Regions from separate parts of the Mus musculus genome. Here all the other regions are linked to region 1. A link is a contact called in public HiChIP or PLAC-seq, Micro-C and promoter capture Hi-C data. All regions are on one chromosome and are shown on one strand. The core of a region is the stretch at or near the end of the contact, and the rest is flanking DNA. Distances in the headings are between cores, read along the strand shown. Region 1 holds the start of Pld6 (phospholipase D family, member 6). Region 2 holds the start of Wnt9a (wingless-type MMTV integration site family, member 9A). Region 3 holds the start of Zkscan17 (zinc finger with KRAB and SCAN domains 17). Region 4 has its middle 16 kb from the start of Rai1. Region 5 overlaps Jmjd4 (jumonji domain containing 4).

Region 1 (2,700 bases), core at 194-2,693:
GCAGGCTCAGATGGATTCAGACACTGGACAATAGAATCTAGCATGGCTTGCATTATGTATGTGCTTCACTGTTAACAGGGCTGAGCACGATGACTCAGCTTAGTCTTATAATGCCAGTTCTTGAGGGCTAAGGCTAGAAGATTGCTGTAAGTCTGAGACCATCTAAACCAGGCTATGCTACAGAATAAGACCGGTTTGTCTAATGGTGCCCAACGTCAGGAAATAGGTCAGTCTCTGCAGATGAGGAAAGTATCGGGAGCATGGGTATGAGAGGGTCTCCTTAAAACAGGAAGGGGTGTGTGTGTGTGCCCCATCGAGCTCAGCATAGGAAGCCATGCTGGCCTGGGTGGTCCTGGAGGGATGAAGAAAGTGATGTCTGTCTGTATCTTCTAAGTTTTGGGTCAGAGGTCTTCCTGTCTTCCAGCATGTGACATTCTCCTATGTTCAGTCACTGTCCTATGTTCAGTCAAAGCTTCTGATTGTCTGCTGTTTCAGCTGTAGGAACGCAACCCGAGGCAGCTCTGAATTCATCTCACAGTGAGCAAAACTTGCTGCATCATTAGGGACAAAAGACATGGTGCTGAGTGTGGACCACTGTGGACCTAAGTTCATGAGTGTGTTTCCCCTGTCTAGGGCACACTATCTAACACTGGGTGTCCTGAGCCTCTGGTTCATATAGTCTTTCCATCACTTCTTCCATTATACTTAGCCTTAGGTGTCTGGGTTACAATGCAGGTGTATCAGTTGGGGATGAGCAAAAGTACCTGCTGCCAAACCTCGTAAGCGGGGAATCTATCCCCACAGTTGCGAATTCTCAGCATTCTGATCAGTTGTGGAACTCTGATTGTCTTCATCTGTTGAAAAGGAAGTTCTTTGATGAGGGGTGAGAGCTGCACTTATCTGTGGATATAAGTTTTTAGAAAACAGAAATGATTTTGGCCTAGGAAACTGGCAGCAAATAAGTTCTTCTCCCGCAGGCCTCTGGCCTATCCATTGGCTATATTTATAGTACCGTTCATAACTCCTTCCTGTAGACCGTACAAATCCACAAACAACATGGTAATTGAAGAAAATCCCAAAGCAAATCCCATTAAAATCAGGAGACGGCATCCCACTATCCCCATTTCTTTTCAATGCGATGCAGAAACTCTAGAGCAGTCAGGTAAGGGAAGGAAATTCATGGGAAACACATAGGAAAAGAAGTCAAATGAAGGTACTCGCCTTCAATCCCAGCACTCTGCAGAAGCAGGCAGATCTCTGAGTTCAAGGCCAGCCTGGTCCACCAATGAGCGCGCTTCCCCAAGGGCTCTTTGCTAGCTTGGGAAAGCTGTGCAACCGCTAGTTTAGCTCCTGGCTGGGGGCGGGCCCCGCAAGGGGGCGTGGCACACCCGGAGTTGGGGGCGGGCTGGCACGTGTTGGGCGCGCAAGCGCTTGGTGCTACGGCTGACCTTAGAGGTGGCGGCCATGGGGCGCTCGAGTTGGCGGTTGGTGTTCGCGGCTGGTGCGGGTCTCGCGCTGGCCCTAGAGGCACTGCCGTGGCTGATGCGTTGGCTGCTGGCTGGGCGGCGGCCAAGGCGCGAGGTGCTCTTCTTCCCCTCACAGGTGACCTGCACCGAGGCTTTACTGCAGGCCCCAGGGTTGCCTCCCGGGCCCTCGGGCTGCCCGTGTAGCCTCCCCCACAGCGAGAGTTCACTGAGCCGCCTGCTGCGCGCGCTGTTGGCCGCCCGCTCCAGCTTGGAGCTCTGCCTCTTCGCCTTCTCCAGCCCGCAGCTGGGGCGTGCAGTGCAGCTGCTGCATCAGCGTGGGGTGCGCGTGCGGGTCATCACTGACTGCGACTACATGGCCCTCAACGGCTCTCAGATCGGCCTGCTGCGCAAGGCAGGTAAACCGCCGCCGAGGGTGCACACCGGCAGAGGGGTAGAGGACTTACTTGATGCCCCTACCGACTTTGTCCAGAGCAGGTAGCATTTCAGGGAGAAAGGTGGAGGCAGGCAGGCAGAGATGAGCGGGCCAAGGAGCCAAGGTTCATAGTCTGTTATATTCCGTGTCTGGGCTCCCCATGAGTAAGGTATGTGGCAATTCCCACCAGTTTCCACGCTCTGACCTTGACCTTAGAGGCGTGTGTGTTTAGACTTAATTTCTGTGATTGTTCTAGGCTGAGATGGCTGACATAAGTGAAGGCATGGAGGATAAAACTTAAGTCAGTTTAAACTCAGCCAACACTGAGAAACCCTTAGCGGCTGTGTGACCACAGCGGGAGTAGGAGTGACAGTGTTGATTAGTGAGTTTCCCACTAGACTCTGTGATCATTGGAAAGTGGACCCTACAGTGTGGCGAATACTTGCTTCTCAGCGATCACCTCTGGGCCCATAGGTATGTCTGGCCCGCCTACAGCTCAGCAGCAGGTGTGACAATATCCTCCCTTAGGCCTGTGGCCCTTGTTTGTTTTCCTTCAAGTGGTTGGCACTGGAGGAACACAAACTTTGACTGCTAGATCCCTTCATTACGCAGGAGTCAGTGCCCCCATGTCCCTCCCACACACCTGCCTAGCCTAATCGTTGTGCCCACAGTGGCTGACAGGCTAGGGGAGCCCTTGGGAGATGTCCAGGCTTTGTAGGGCTCTCGAGGCTTTTTATTTCCTCCACACGGCCTGTCTTCCCACATCCTGGGGATGGTGTAGCCTTGGAAACCAGGTCTGCT
Region 2 (2,700 bases), core at 136-2,635, 480 kb after region 1:
TCCCTCTTGCCCGCGGGTGAGGCTTAGGGCTGCACAGATGGCGTGCAGGGGCGTGCCAGGCCAAGGCCCAGGGGTCGGACCAGGGGAGCCAGGGTGGGGAGACCCTGGGAACCGAGACATGGAACTGACCCTGGAAGACAACCCAGAAGAAATGGACAGACGGAGGAGAAAGGAGGAGAAAGAAAAACACAAAGGGAAAATTTCCCATGAAAATATTTTATTTTCTTTGAGAACAGGATACACCTGCAGGGTTCCTCAGCCCAGCCGCCTCTCCCTGCCCTGGCGGGTGCCAGATTCCTAGACCAACGGGGCCCTCTGCCGGCCACACCGCTGCGAGCGGCCACTGAAGCCAGGGGCGAGGGAACAGGTGACCGGCGAAGGGCGGCGGCCCAAGACGCAGTCCAGATCACCCAGGACCAGGGTTGCGACCCGAGGGGCTAACCCAGGTCTCCCAGAGGGGGAAAGAAGGGTGATAAGCAGGGAGGGCAGAGAAAGCTGGGGCGCTGCCATGCGTGGTGCCACCCAGGACCTTGGAGAACTCAAAGTGCAGTGGGTGTCCCTCTAAAGATCGCTGGGTTCAGGCATCCCAAACCTGGGAAAGCGAGTAGAGAGGGAGGGACGAAAGGAACCAAAGGTGAAGAGACGCGCCCAAGAACGCGGCAAAACTGCTAACGCATAGACAGGCGAGTGCGGGCGGCGACCCCGCGGGACAGCGGCGGCGTTTACCCCCCGGGGTCAGGTCTCCCAGACGTGTTCCCGAGGGCCGAGGTCGGGGCCAGGCTCGGGCGAGCGCCAGAAAAAAGCGCAAGAAAAATAAATTTCTCCAGCTTGGAGGGTTTTTTTTCTCCCCTTTGGGGCTCAGTGCAAGGAACATCTGGATTTTGTACGTGTTTTTTTGTTGTTGTTAAATTAACTTTTCCAGGAGAGAAGGGGGGTAGTGGGCAGGGGCCAGGGAGGCTCCAGCCTTTTGGCAGGAACACCGCGGCCTAAGGCGGCGGCGGCGACTCGGGAGTCACCGTGGACCGCGGCCCCGCGCAAGCCCGTCGGGGACACCGGCCCCTCTACCTCTAGGGCGCACGGCGGGCAACGACCTGCGGACCGAGAGGCGCGCTCGCTGCCAACTAACGACTCCAAGCCACCCGTGTACCCCGCCGAGCACCTGGCGAGTGCTACCCCGGGCTCGATGCCCCCGTCCGGCCCCGCCGCCCTCGCCCGCCCTCGCGCGGCCGCCCGCCGCGGGCACCTACCCGAAGTAGGCGGCCGAAGGGCGCAGCGCGGCGAGCAGCAGCGTCAGCCCGAAGGCCGCGGCCAGCCAGCGCGCCAGAAGGGACCCATCCAGCATCTTGCCGCGCCGCGGCGGCAGACCATCGCGCTCCGGGCTCCGCGCAGGGCGCGCCGCGACCGCCGCCCTCTTATAGCGTCCGCAGCCGCGGCCGCGGGGCGGGGCGCCGGCCAGCTGGGCTCGGCCCGCCCGCGCCCCGGAGGAGGGGTCACGCCGGCGCCGGGGGCGGGCCGAAATCCGAGCTGCGCGCCCGCCGCCGCCGCCGCGGCCGCCGAGCTGCTCGGCTCGCGGGGCGGGCCTGGGGCGCGCTGTGGGGAGGGCTGGGCACGTGGCGCGGTGGGAACCCCGGTCGAGTAACGGAGCCAGAAGGAGCGATGGGGCGGGACTGAGAGACAGAGCAGGGTTAGACCCCGGGGCTAGGTGTCTGCAGCCAGGACACAAGTGCGAGCTCCGGGGTGTCTCCTGACAGTTAGGGACCGGGTGTTGGCCGCCGGGAAAGACATCCAAGAGCCGAGAAACTTGGACGACTGTGCTTGAGGGGATAGTGACTGGGTGGCTTGGGAGCGACGTTAGCCACTGGATTACAGAGCGGGAGCGTGGGGGGACGCGAATCCACTCGCGGGCCAATGTTGCCAAGAGGGAGCCACTGCTGAAAGTTGGGGTGCTGTAGCTGGAGGAATGGAAAGGCGACCTCTCCAAGGGAGACCAAAAAGGCATTTCTGCAGAGCCGGTGCTGTGGCCGACTTGGACCTGAGGATGGGACAATATGGTCCTCAGGGACTTCTGGACTACTAGCTGCAGATATCACTGACACTCAGGGACCTCATACCCCAAACAGGGTGGAAGATGAAGGGGACCGCTGGCCAGGATGGTGACTGGTCTGTGTGAAAGCCCAGAGCTGTGACTCATCTTCGTGGACTGAATTGTCTATAAGTCAAACCTTAACTAACACGCAGAGAAACACAATTGCCCAGGGCACCCAATAGACTGCTTAAGAGTCCCCTGACATTGGGGGAGGGGCGGCTTATTCAGGGACCATTCAAAGTGCTGGAGAATAGGACCGAGTGATTGGATCCTGACACATGCCCACCGCGTGTCAACCTTCCGTGCTGGAGACGCACTTTCTGTGCAAGACAGTGACACACACACACACACACACACCAGAGCCAAGCTAACAAAACCCAGGGACCTCCAACACTAGCGTGCCTCCCTGACCTGGGCTTACAGGGGCAAGCTCCACACCCTGGAAGGCAAACCTCCTTACCAGCCACCGCCTTCTCAACTTAGAGGGGCTGATTCTGGATGGGAGACCTCCAAGTCTGAGGGTTTTGAGCTCCTCTGGGAGGCTGAGTTGTCTAGCCGTGCACAGCAACTGCTCAGCCACCTGTCACGGCTCCAAAGGAAAGCAGAGGAGGAAA
Region 3 (2,700 bases), core at 99-2,598, 280 kb after region 1:
AGCCTCACAATGAAGCAGACAGCATCAGTCTCCTGTATGAGGGAGGTACCTGAAGCACAGAGAGGTCACGCAGGCCTTAGATCACCTGACTGCGCCTTGATGGGTGTGATTTAACACAGGTGCTCCGATTCCAGTCTATTAGTCCCTATTCCAGGTTCTATGCAGAAGAAACACAGAAAGAAGGCATATTAGGAGTCATTGGCGGCTTCTGAACAGCGAGAGGGGACCTAAATCCTGAGAGTTGTGAGCTCAGGGGGAGAAACTAAAGGGAAAGTGTTTGTGGGGGGAGAAAAATCCCATGTATCAGCCACCTCCTGGCGCTGCATTTTACCTGCGTGAGGGCTCCAATAAGTGCGCCTCTGAGGAATCCAAGTATTGAGCAGCCACCAGGCAGGAGCCTAAACAGCAGCCCTTCGGGATACACAACTGGACTAATCACTAGGCTTGACTCCCCAACGGGGTCTTTGGTCATTCCAGGCTGTGCTTCCTGGCTGGTGTTTTTGAAAAGGGATTGGCATGGATTTGTAAGTCTAGGTGGCTCCTATTGCTCTCTGTGAGCCTTAAGTCCCAGCCTTGGGTGACCCTTGCTTGCTCAGCGTTCTTCTGCACTTGGGGAACAATCATCCACTTGACTCACCTCCTAATGTCCCAAAACCTCGACCCTTAACTCCATACCTACTAGTCGGAAGAGATTGTCCCAGTCCCAATTATTAGAAGGAAACGGAAGCACGAAGTCTGCCGGTGGTGGGGTGTCTCTATCAAACCACCTTCTTTAAGGGTGACTTCCTACCATGTACCTTCGAAAGAGAACCAGAAAGGGGAAAAAAAATCAGCACAGTAGCTCACTTCTAGGCAGATTTTTCTTTGCTTCCTCCCTTTGACAGTCCGGCTCCATTGTCCAGCCCGAGGGAACTGAGGGAGGATTTGGACTCTACTCAACACAGGGTAGATGAGGCAGGAATAGGTTCCAATGCCCTAGTTCTTGGTCACCTCTCACTCTCCGTGACTTAAGTCACTCTGTCCTGTGTTTATGCATTAAGCCAGCGACAAGCTCCCCAACTCATACTCTCAGGATTGGCAACCTTCTCTCTCCGTACTCACCAGGACTATCCTGGTGCTCAGAGGGACCCAGAGTGCTACAGTCTTCCTTAAACAGAGAAATCGTAGATCATCTCCATGCCACGAAGCCGCGGGCCGCTGCTTCGGCGAGCACCGTGGATCGCTGGGTCTGCATTTCTCCAGTCCTACCGATTTGGGTGGCTCTGGCAGCGTTGGCTTTGAAATGGAATTGCGGCTGGAAGGGATTGGGGCACAACAGCACACACGGGATGCAAATGGTCACTGGGAGATCCCCTTACACCTCATCCCTCCTCCTCCCAATTCTGGCATTTCGCCAGCGCCGCCAGACCAGCCCTTCCCTGCGCCCACACAAGAGGAGCAGAGAAGAGCAAAGCCCCAAGCCGGCCTCCCTGGCTGGTGGCCGCGCGAACTGGCCCCCAGCGCCCGGGTCCCGCCGGGGCGCGCGCGCGCATCCCGAGCCCGCTAGGAAGGCCCACAAAGCTAAAGCCCGGGCCCCGGGCCCAGGCCGGGAGAGCACGGAGCGGGGCGGGGCGGGGCGGTCCAGGCGGGCCGGGGGTGTCGGATGTCACCCCCCCGCGTACACCTCGGCCAGGAGGCGGGGAAGCGAACCACTGAGATGAGGAGACCTCCTCGGTCCTAGAGCGGTGCAGGAAGTGTCCCAGGGGAGGGAGCCGGAGGGCTCCGGCCTTTCCTTTCCGCGGCGGCCCGGCCTACGCGGCCCGCCAACCGGGACGCTGCGCAGCGGTGAGTATACTGTGGCCCGGCTTCCCATGCCCCGCTGTCTGAACCCGGAACCCGCTCCCCACTTCCCGCGCTCTGATCCCCAGCCCGCGCCTGGGTCCTGCTCCCTGTTCTCCTCTTCCCGCGTCCGGGCCCAGATCCCTGCTCCCAGAGCCGCGTCCTCATAGGTGCCCTCGGGGATGAAGCAATACAATTCTCTTCCAGGCGTCTCCCTTCGCTCCCAAGCCCAGCTGATGCATTCTAGAGGATCCCGAGACAGGGTTGGCCTGGCCAGGGACCGAGTCTGGCCCATGCATTGGAGCCGCCTCTGCCAAAACACCAGAGAGACCGAGCTGGAAGGTGAGGATCTGCTCGCCTGCTGTCCCGGGCTTCGAAGGAAAGAGCCAGCAAATCTGAAAGAGTGGAAGCGACAGAAACCCCATAGTTCTCCTGGCCTAAAACACCCTCCTCTTCCTCCTCCTCCTGCTCTTCATTCCTTCCCTGGGATCCTGCGCCTTCAATAACTGCTTTGGGCAAGCCCCGCCCCTGCGGGAGCCCTCCCCTCCCTAACGGTAGTTCATTCATAAAGCTTCCGCTCCCGAGGCTCCTGCGCGCCAGGTGCCAGAGTGACAAAGAGGCACACGCTTGTCTGGCCTAGGGCTCTTTGAGAGCAGTCCCCCAGCAGAACCGGGTGCTGAGGGTGGGACCCTGGACACACTATCCTAAGTGTAGACCTGAGCCATTCAGGGCCCAGCAGGTGGGAGACAGTGGGCGGAGGAAGCAGGAGAGAGCGGGCGGGGCCCGGATTGGGTTCTTAATACGGGAGTAAGACGTGAGAGTAGTCGAGGTTCACAGCCTGTTGCTTTCAGAAGCTCGCGTCGGGTGTCTGCCTTTACTTCG
Region 4 (2,700 bases), core at 106-2,605, 300 kb before region 1:
GACAGATGAGAACAGGCATGTCTCTAGCTTTATAGATAGGCCACATAAGGGTCAGACCTAGAAGGCAAGCTCCCAAAGGCCCTTCCCTGCAGAGGGAATCCTTAGAGCCACAGCAGTTCCTGGATTCCAATGTGTCCGGGCAAGTGCTCACCTTGTGACTTCCTGCAAGTTGCCACCTGTGTCAACTTCTGTACCAACTAATTTTGGGAAATGTCCTGACGTGTCAGAGGTAGCCCTTCCCAAGAGCTCTGTTTCCCAGCTCTTGGGATGGAGCTGCTACAGGCTTTCCTGAGTCAGTACTTGTGACATGCTCAGGATTTACACAGTAAGGGACAGCATAGTCCCCATGTCTCAAAGGTGACGGTGTTCAGCACAGAGGAGCCACACCACACTGTTTCTAAGTGGCCACTGATTCTCAAGACTTCCCAGAGGTCCTAGCTGGAACTCCTTACATTTGGACTTCCCAATTATTCAATCTTGCTTTGTGTGGCCCTGAGCCAATGACTTGTGAGCCTGGGGATGTGAGGACTACACAGGGCAGGCAAGCTGGTCCAAACACAGACAACAGCCAGAAAAAAAGATGCATGGGGCCAGAGGCCTGGATCCAACTGTGCCTGAAGCTAGTAACTTCCTTCGCTTGTGTGTGTATGGGTACACATAGATACACACAGACAGAGACACAGACAGAGACAGACACACACATTCACACGTGCACACTAGTTGCAACTCAAAGAATATTTTTAAATTAAATTAAATTTTTTTGCAAAGTCAGCCGAGCCAGCAGTCTCCTCATCTTTGGTCTTTCCCACAGCAGCTCCGACAGCCTTCCCTCGCTCGGACGCTCAGGATGGGGAGCTTACAGGGCAGAGCTACCCTACCCTGGCTACTCTTGGTTGAATGGGGTACACAGAGTGATGGCGTGGAAGGAAGGCAGCGTGACCCTGGATGAGACATCCAGGTTCCTATGCGGGGCAGATAATGGGAAGAGGACTCTCCATGGCCCAACAGACCACTGGCAACCCACTGTGTCACCCCAAGCAAGGCTTCATCATCAGTCTCACCATCTGGAAACGTGGTTCTCCACAGTACTCATCTGGCAAGGACGCCATCAGGATGACACTGCAAGATGTGTAACAGTCTGCACACCCAGCACATACACAAAAATAGGGACTGCCAAGTGAGAGCAGAGAGAGATGCCCTGTGGCCTTGGGGACTGCCCTAGGGACTATTCTTCCTTACCATCAGCTGCAATGACACACTACCTGGCTCCCTTGTTTCCATGTGGCCAGCAGTGTTCATAGCCAAGATGTGGAGCTGTCTGTTGTCATAGCAACCCAGGCCTATGGTGTCCTGTCCCCGTTAGTACCAGAGCTTGCCACTTGGGGTGTCAGCCTGCAGGTTTGTGAGTGGATATGGGTGTGCGAGAGGGATTCCTGAGGGCACCAGCCATGTGCCTGAGCACGAACAGGATTTCTTTTCAATTAAAAAAAAAAAAAAAAAAGAATTCTGCCCAGGCAAGGCTGGAACCTGTGCTGTGGGCCTCTCGCCATGGGTGTGGTGTCTGAAGCGCTTGTGTGGTCTGCATGTCCATGGGGCTCTTGTGTGATGTGGTCTTGGGATGCTGGCCCCAAGACGGGGTGGGTAGGAGGAGCTGGGGCAGAGAGTATGGTTTCTGCTGTCTGCTGCTCTGACCGTGTGGTCCTGGAAAGGGAGGCAGTCACTGGACCTTTCTGAGCCTCAGCTTCCGGCCGTGTAAACAACAGCAGGCTGTGAGGGCAAGCACACCTCATATTAGTCCACAGTTACTCCTTTGACACTGGGTAACTTTGGTTCCTGAGGTTCGACTATGTTTCGGTTCACCCCTCCTTTGAAGATCCTCAGGCTGGAAGGAGACAGCAACGCACAACTGTGTAAACAGAGTCCAAGAGACACGGGGCAGATGTCCCATGAAAGAGCACAGTGATGGTCGAAGGGCTGAGGTGCGCATGCGCTGAGGTGCACACGCTAAGCACAGCCAGAGCAAAGGCCCTGTGGTGGTCTAAGGCTGGACAATGAAATGATGTGCGTGGTGGGCGTGGCTGCAGCAGTTTGTGGCGCAGAAGGAAGGCACATGGGTGCAAGGACCTACGTATAGCTGACCCAAAAACTGAATGGCAGCGCTGGGCCTGTGGGGAAGGATAGGGTGAGGAAAAGGATATGGCTGCCTTTGGGGTGCAAATGGGGGAAGTAATCTGGATATGGAAGGATGGTGTGTTGCATGGCCGAATGGCTCTGGTTTCCTCATTCCCAACCACCATCTTCTGCCTCTAACTAAGTTGGGATCTGCGACACAGAGATGAACAGCCAGCCCTGTGTGGGTTGTGGTCATATTCAGAGTAGTTGGTGAAGGGGGAGGGAACAGAGTGGGGGGGATGGATGGGGCGGGGACCATGAAGGAAAGGGCACAACTAGCTGGAGGGGATGTTTGGGTGGTGTTGGAGCTGAGGAGAGAAGGCAGTCTCTGGAGCATAGAGAGACAAGGACAGGAAGCAGACAGTGGGAGGGACCAGGGCCCAGAGCTGTCCACAGGGGCGTGGAAAGGAGTTTAAGAACTGTAAAAGGCCTTGACAGCTGAACACATTGGGATGGCCTGCGGTGACGATTCTGGAATTTTGGTTTCTTTTCAAAGCACAAAAATATTCTAAGAAAGTATTTTCGTCT
Region 5 (2,700 bases), core at 101-2,600, 330 kb after region 1:
ACATAATTGTACAACTGCTTTTATGAACTGTTGTGCTTTGAACTATCAGGATGTGCATGCACACTGCTTATGAAGCAAAGATGAATGCACACAGACTGTGCTCAGTTCTAGGCAAAGTTTAGAGTCTCGAGGCACCCTACAAGGAATTGTACACTGACACATGTCTAGGGCTACAGAGACAGGTTAATATGAAAGAATACTTCCAAGAAGGGAGGTGGGCCATAGATGGGTAGAAAAGTCAGAGGCTCAATGTTTCCACTAGCCAGCAAATTGGGGTCTGTATGTTATTTGTACAGTGTGCTCTTGTAGGTGATTCAGTTTCAGTTGGGGGTGGGCTTTCCCTGGTCCCCCTCCCCCTCCCCCCATTGCCCCTGTTTGTTTCTATCACTGGCTTATTTTTTATATACTAATCTATATAATTTATATAGCATATACTTTGTATGTTCTGCTCTACTTTCCTTCCGCATCTTCAGCATCAGCCCTGATGACTAGGGATCATAGACTTCTGCATATTTATTTCTCCATGTCTCAATGGCTTTTTTTTCTTCACCAGCTAAACAGAAAACCACCTTAAGGATGGTATATGGGTCTATGTCTTAGTCAAGGTTTCTACTCCTGCACAAACATCATGACCAAGAAGCAAGTTGGGGAGGAAAGGGCTTATTCAGCTTACATTTCCACACTGTTGTTCATCACCAAAGGAAGTCAGGACTGGAACTCAAAGCACGTCAGGAGTCAGGAGCTGATGCTAAGGCCATGGAGGGATGTTTCTCACTGGCTTGCTCAGCTTGTTTTCTTATAGAACCCAAGACTACCAGCCCAGAGATGGTCCCACCCACAAGGGGCCCTTGATCACTAATTGAAAAAACGCCTTACAGCCAGATCTCATGGAGGCATTTCCCCAACTGAAGCTCCTTTCTCTGTGATAACTCCAGCCTGTGTCAAATTGACACACAAAACCAGCCAGTACAATATATAAATCTAACATGCAGATTTGCAAACTTGTGCCTATGTAATGGGAATTCTGGCAGTGCTGCAGAGTACAGGGACTTCTCCTTGGGAGTTATGATTCGACACTTGGGAGGCACCTATGTGTGGGCGAGTAGTAGGTGCTGGGACAGGGACTGGTGCGGCTGGGTATGGAGGGCAACTGCTGCCTGTCAGGTTGAGTTGGTTGTCTCCTCCTGTTGCAGTTCCTCAGAGGCATTTGGGAGAAAGGCTGCCACCACTTGGGAATTTCCCACACAAGCACTGGCAGAAGGTGCCTGTGTGAGGAATAGCTAGCTAGGTCTGGTCTATGCGTGAGTCAGTCACCAGGTATGACTGGAATGCAGCTACGTACTCTTCCCCCTTTGCAAGGCCTGCATGCAGAAATCGCTTGCATAATTCCAGCCACACAGAGGTCATTGTCGAAGCTTGCATACACCAGCTGACAAGACAGAACCTGACTTCATACACTTGGTCCTGTGTGGGTCTAAGGAGATGACTCATTGCTCTCCTGCCATGCCTTGTGAATTCCAATAGTGAGAAACAAGAGAAAGACGTGAAAGCTTCCTGGCCCATTTCCTCAGCAAGAGGGGACTTGCCCTTCTATTGCAGGACTTAATTTTCTCTCTGTCCCATTCACTTTCCTTCATCACATCATTCCTGTGTCAATCTGCCAAATTAGTTTGTTTCCCACAGCCAAGAAGCAGCTGGGTTTGTTTGCTTGCTTGTTCTTTGAGATCAGGTCTCCCTGAATAGCTCTGGCTGTCCTGGAGTAGACCAGTTCAATGAGAGACCCTGTCTGAAAAAAATAAGGTGGAAGACACCTAACAATGACACTATTTGTGTGGTTTCAGTCCTCCGAGAACATGGATAATTGTGTGTGTGTACATTTGTTTTCTTCACAACAGGGTTTTTTTGGTGTTTCCCTGGCGGGACTGTAACTGTTCTAAGCTTATCATTACGTTAAAACCACATAACTTTCATGAAAATAAAGGCATGCATTTTCCTTGAAAGGCTTCCCAGAGTTTAGGGTTGCGCTGGCGCTCTGCACCCTCCCAAGTGCTGGGGTTACAGGTGTATGCACAGGCTATTTATTTTTAATAAAGACTTATGTGAGCACACTGTAGCTGTCTTCAGAGACATTAGGTCAAAGGATCCCATTACAGATGGTTGTGAGCCACCATGTGGTTGCTGGGAATGGAACTCAGGACCTCTGGAAAAGCAGTCAGTGCTCTTAACTGCTGAGCCATTTCTCCAGCCCAGGTTATTGGTCTTTTATAAACCAACTTTTGGTTTCACTGCTATTCTCTATTTCAAAGACTTGTGCTGGTTATTTCCATTTATTGTGTATGTTCTATTTTTTTGGCTATTGATCCAAAACACTTGTTCTTAGTCCTGCCAATTTATCATTTTCCCTCTAGGTAAGGCTTTAGCTGTCTTACAGATAGTTTGTATATTGTCACTTCATTTCTGGTATTCTCCGGTGTATTTTCTAATGTTGCTCTTGAGTTTTTATTTTACCCTCCCCTAATCTGTATCTACACTTGAGTTCTCCAACTATTTAACTGCAGGCTCAGCCAGGCATAGTGGCATGTGTGTATCCTCCTCCCACTGGGAAGGATGAGTAGAGAGGATTCCCTGAATCTTAGGATGTTAATTTTTCTTAATTCTGCCAGTCTAGAGTAAGGGAGGTAAATTAAGTTGCTGGCCCAC

The links. Promoter capture Hi-C pulls out the DNA fragments that hold promoters and counts their contacts. A called contact is a pair of places that touch in the nucleus more often than the background predicts. HiChIP or PLAC-seq counts read pairs in DNA pulled down with a chosen protein or histone mark.
Region 2: a contact with region 1 is called in a Micro-C map of embryonic stem cells, with 2.2 times the contacts expected there. The contact joins the promoter of Wnt9a here to the promoter of Pld6 in region 1. A contact is called at or near these places in 8 of 39 promoter capture datasets (the C10 cell line, cranial neural crest, embryonic stem cells and 4 more), 1 of 15 datasets of contacts at CTCF or cohesin (large pre-B cells), 6 of 484 Hi-C or Micro-C datasets (embryonic stem cells, pre-B cells and ventral hippocampal neurons), 2 of 115 datasets of contacts at active chromatin or transcription factors (embryonic stem cells and stem cell-derived neural progenitor cells) and 2 of 9 other capture datasets (embryonic stem cells and macrophages).
Region 3: a contact with region 1 is called in an H3K27ac HiChIP or PLAC-seq map of epiblast stem cells, with 2.6 times the contacts expected there. The contact joins the promoter of Zkscan17 here to the promoter of Pld6 in region 1. A contact is called at or near these places in 10 of 39 promoter capture datasets (the 3T3-L1 cell line, 3T3-L1-derived adipocytes, cranial neural crest and 6 more), 1 of 15 datasets of contacts at CTCF or cohesin (embryonic stem cells), 3 of 484 Hi-C or Micro-C datasets (bone marrow-derived macrophages and embryonic stem cells), 16 of 115 datasets of contacts at active chromatin or transcription factors (the NIH/3T3 cell line, bone marrow-derived macrophages, embryonic forebrain and 9 more) and 3 of 9 other capture datasets (adipose tissue, embryonic stem cells and pancreatic islet).
Region 4: a contact with region 1 is called in a promoter capture Hi-C map of the HPC-7 cell line, with 4 times the contacts expected there. The contact joins the enhancer-like site here to the promoter of Pld6 in region 1. A contact is called at or near these places in 9 of 39 promoter capture datasets (the 3T3-L1 cell line, the C10 cell line, the HPC-7 cell line and 4 more), 3 of 15 datasets of contacts at CTCF or cohesin (embryonic stem cells and pro-B cells), 21 of 484 Hi-C or Micro-C datasets (the C2C12 cell line, the G1E-ER4 cell line, the HL-1 cell line and 5 more), 2 of 115 datasets of contacts at active chromatin or transcription factors (embryonic stem cells and pancreatic cancer cells) and 3 of 9 other capture datasets (adipose tissue, embryonic stem cells and liver).
Region 5: a promoter capture Hi-C map of liver shows a contact between it and region 1, with 2.2 times the contacts expected there. The contact joins the enhancer-like site here to the promoter of Pld6 in region 1. A contact is called at or near these places in 6 of 39 promoter capture datasets (cranial neural crest, embryonic stem cells, hippocampal neurons and 2 more).

Annotation. Positions count from the first base shown.
Region 1 is chr11:59,786,400-59,789,099 of GRCm38.p6, reverse strand. It overlaps Pld6 (phospholipase D family, member 6), which reads left to right and starts at 1,443. Exons shown (of 2, transcript NM_001290283.1): 1 at 1,443-1,882. The coding sequence starts at 1,465.
Region 2 is chr11:59,305,615-59,308,314 of GRCm38.p6, reverse strand. It overlaps Wnt9a (wingless-type MMTV integration site family, member 9A), which reads right to left and starts at 1,385. Exons shown (of 4, transcript NM_139298.2): 1 at 1,248-1,385. The coding sequence starts at 1,342.
Region 3 is chr11:59,505,288-59,507,987 of GRCm38.p6, reverse strand. It overlaps Zkscan17 (zinc finger with KRAB and SCAN domains 17), which reads left to right and starts at 1,348. Exons shown (of 10, transcript NM_172941.4): 1 at 1,348-1,824; 2 at 2,026-2,160. It overlaps 4933439C10Rik (RIKEN cDNA 4933439C10 gene), which reads right to left and starts at 2,335. Exons shown (of 5, transcript NR_015585.3): 1 at 1,102-2,335; 2 at 676-797; 3 at 50-157.
Region 4 is chr11:60,087,801-60,090,500 of GRCm38.p6, reverse strand. No RefSeq gene overlaps it. Among named protein-coding and RNA genes, the nearest start is that of Rai1, 16 kb to the left of the region's middle. Within about 2 kb of position 1,355, at least 48 of the 459 cell types and tissues checked have an H3K27ac peak or open chromatin away from gene starts, as enhancers often do. A contact at or near this core is called in the HPC-7 cell line and cortical neurons, where this site is marked.
Region 5 is chr11:59,457,836-59,460,535 of GRCm38.p6, reverse strand. Jmjd4 (jumonji domain containing 4) reads right to left here. Exons shown (of 6, transcript NM_178659.6): 6 at 1,969-2,700. Among named protein-coding and RNA genes, the nearest start is that of Jmjd4, 9.1 kb to the right of the region's middle. Within about 2 kb of position 1,350, at least 146 of the 459 cell types and tissues checked have an H3K27ac peak or open chromatin away from gene starts, as enhancers often do. A contact at or near this core is called in embryonic stem cells and liver, where this site is marked.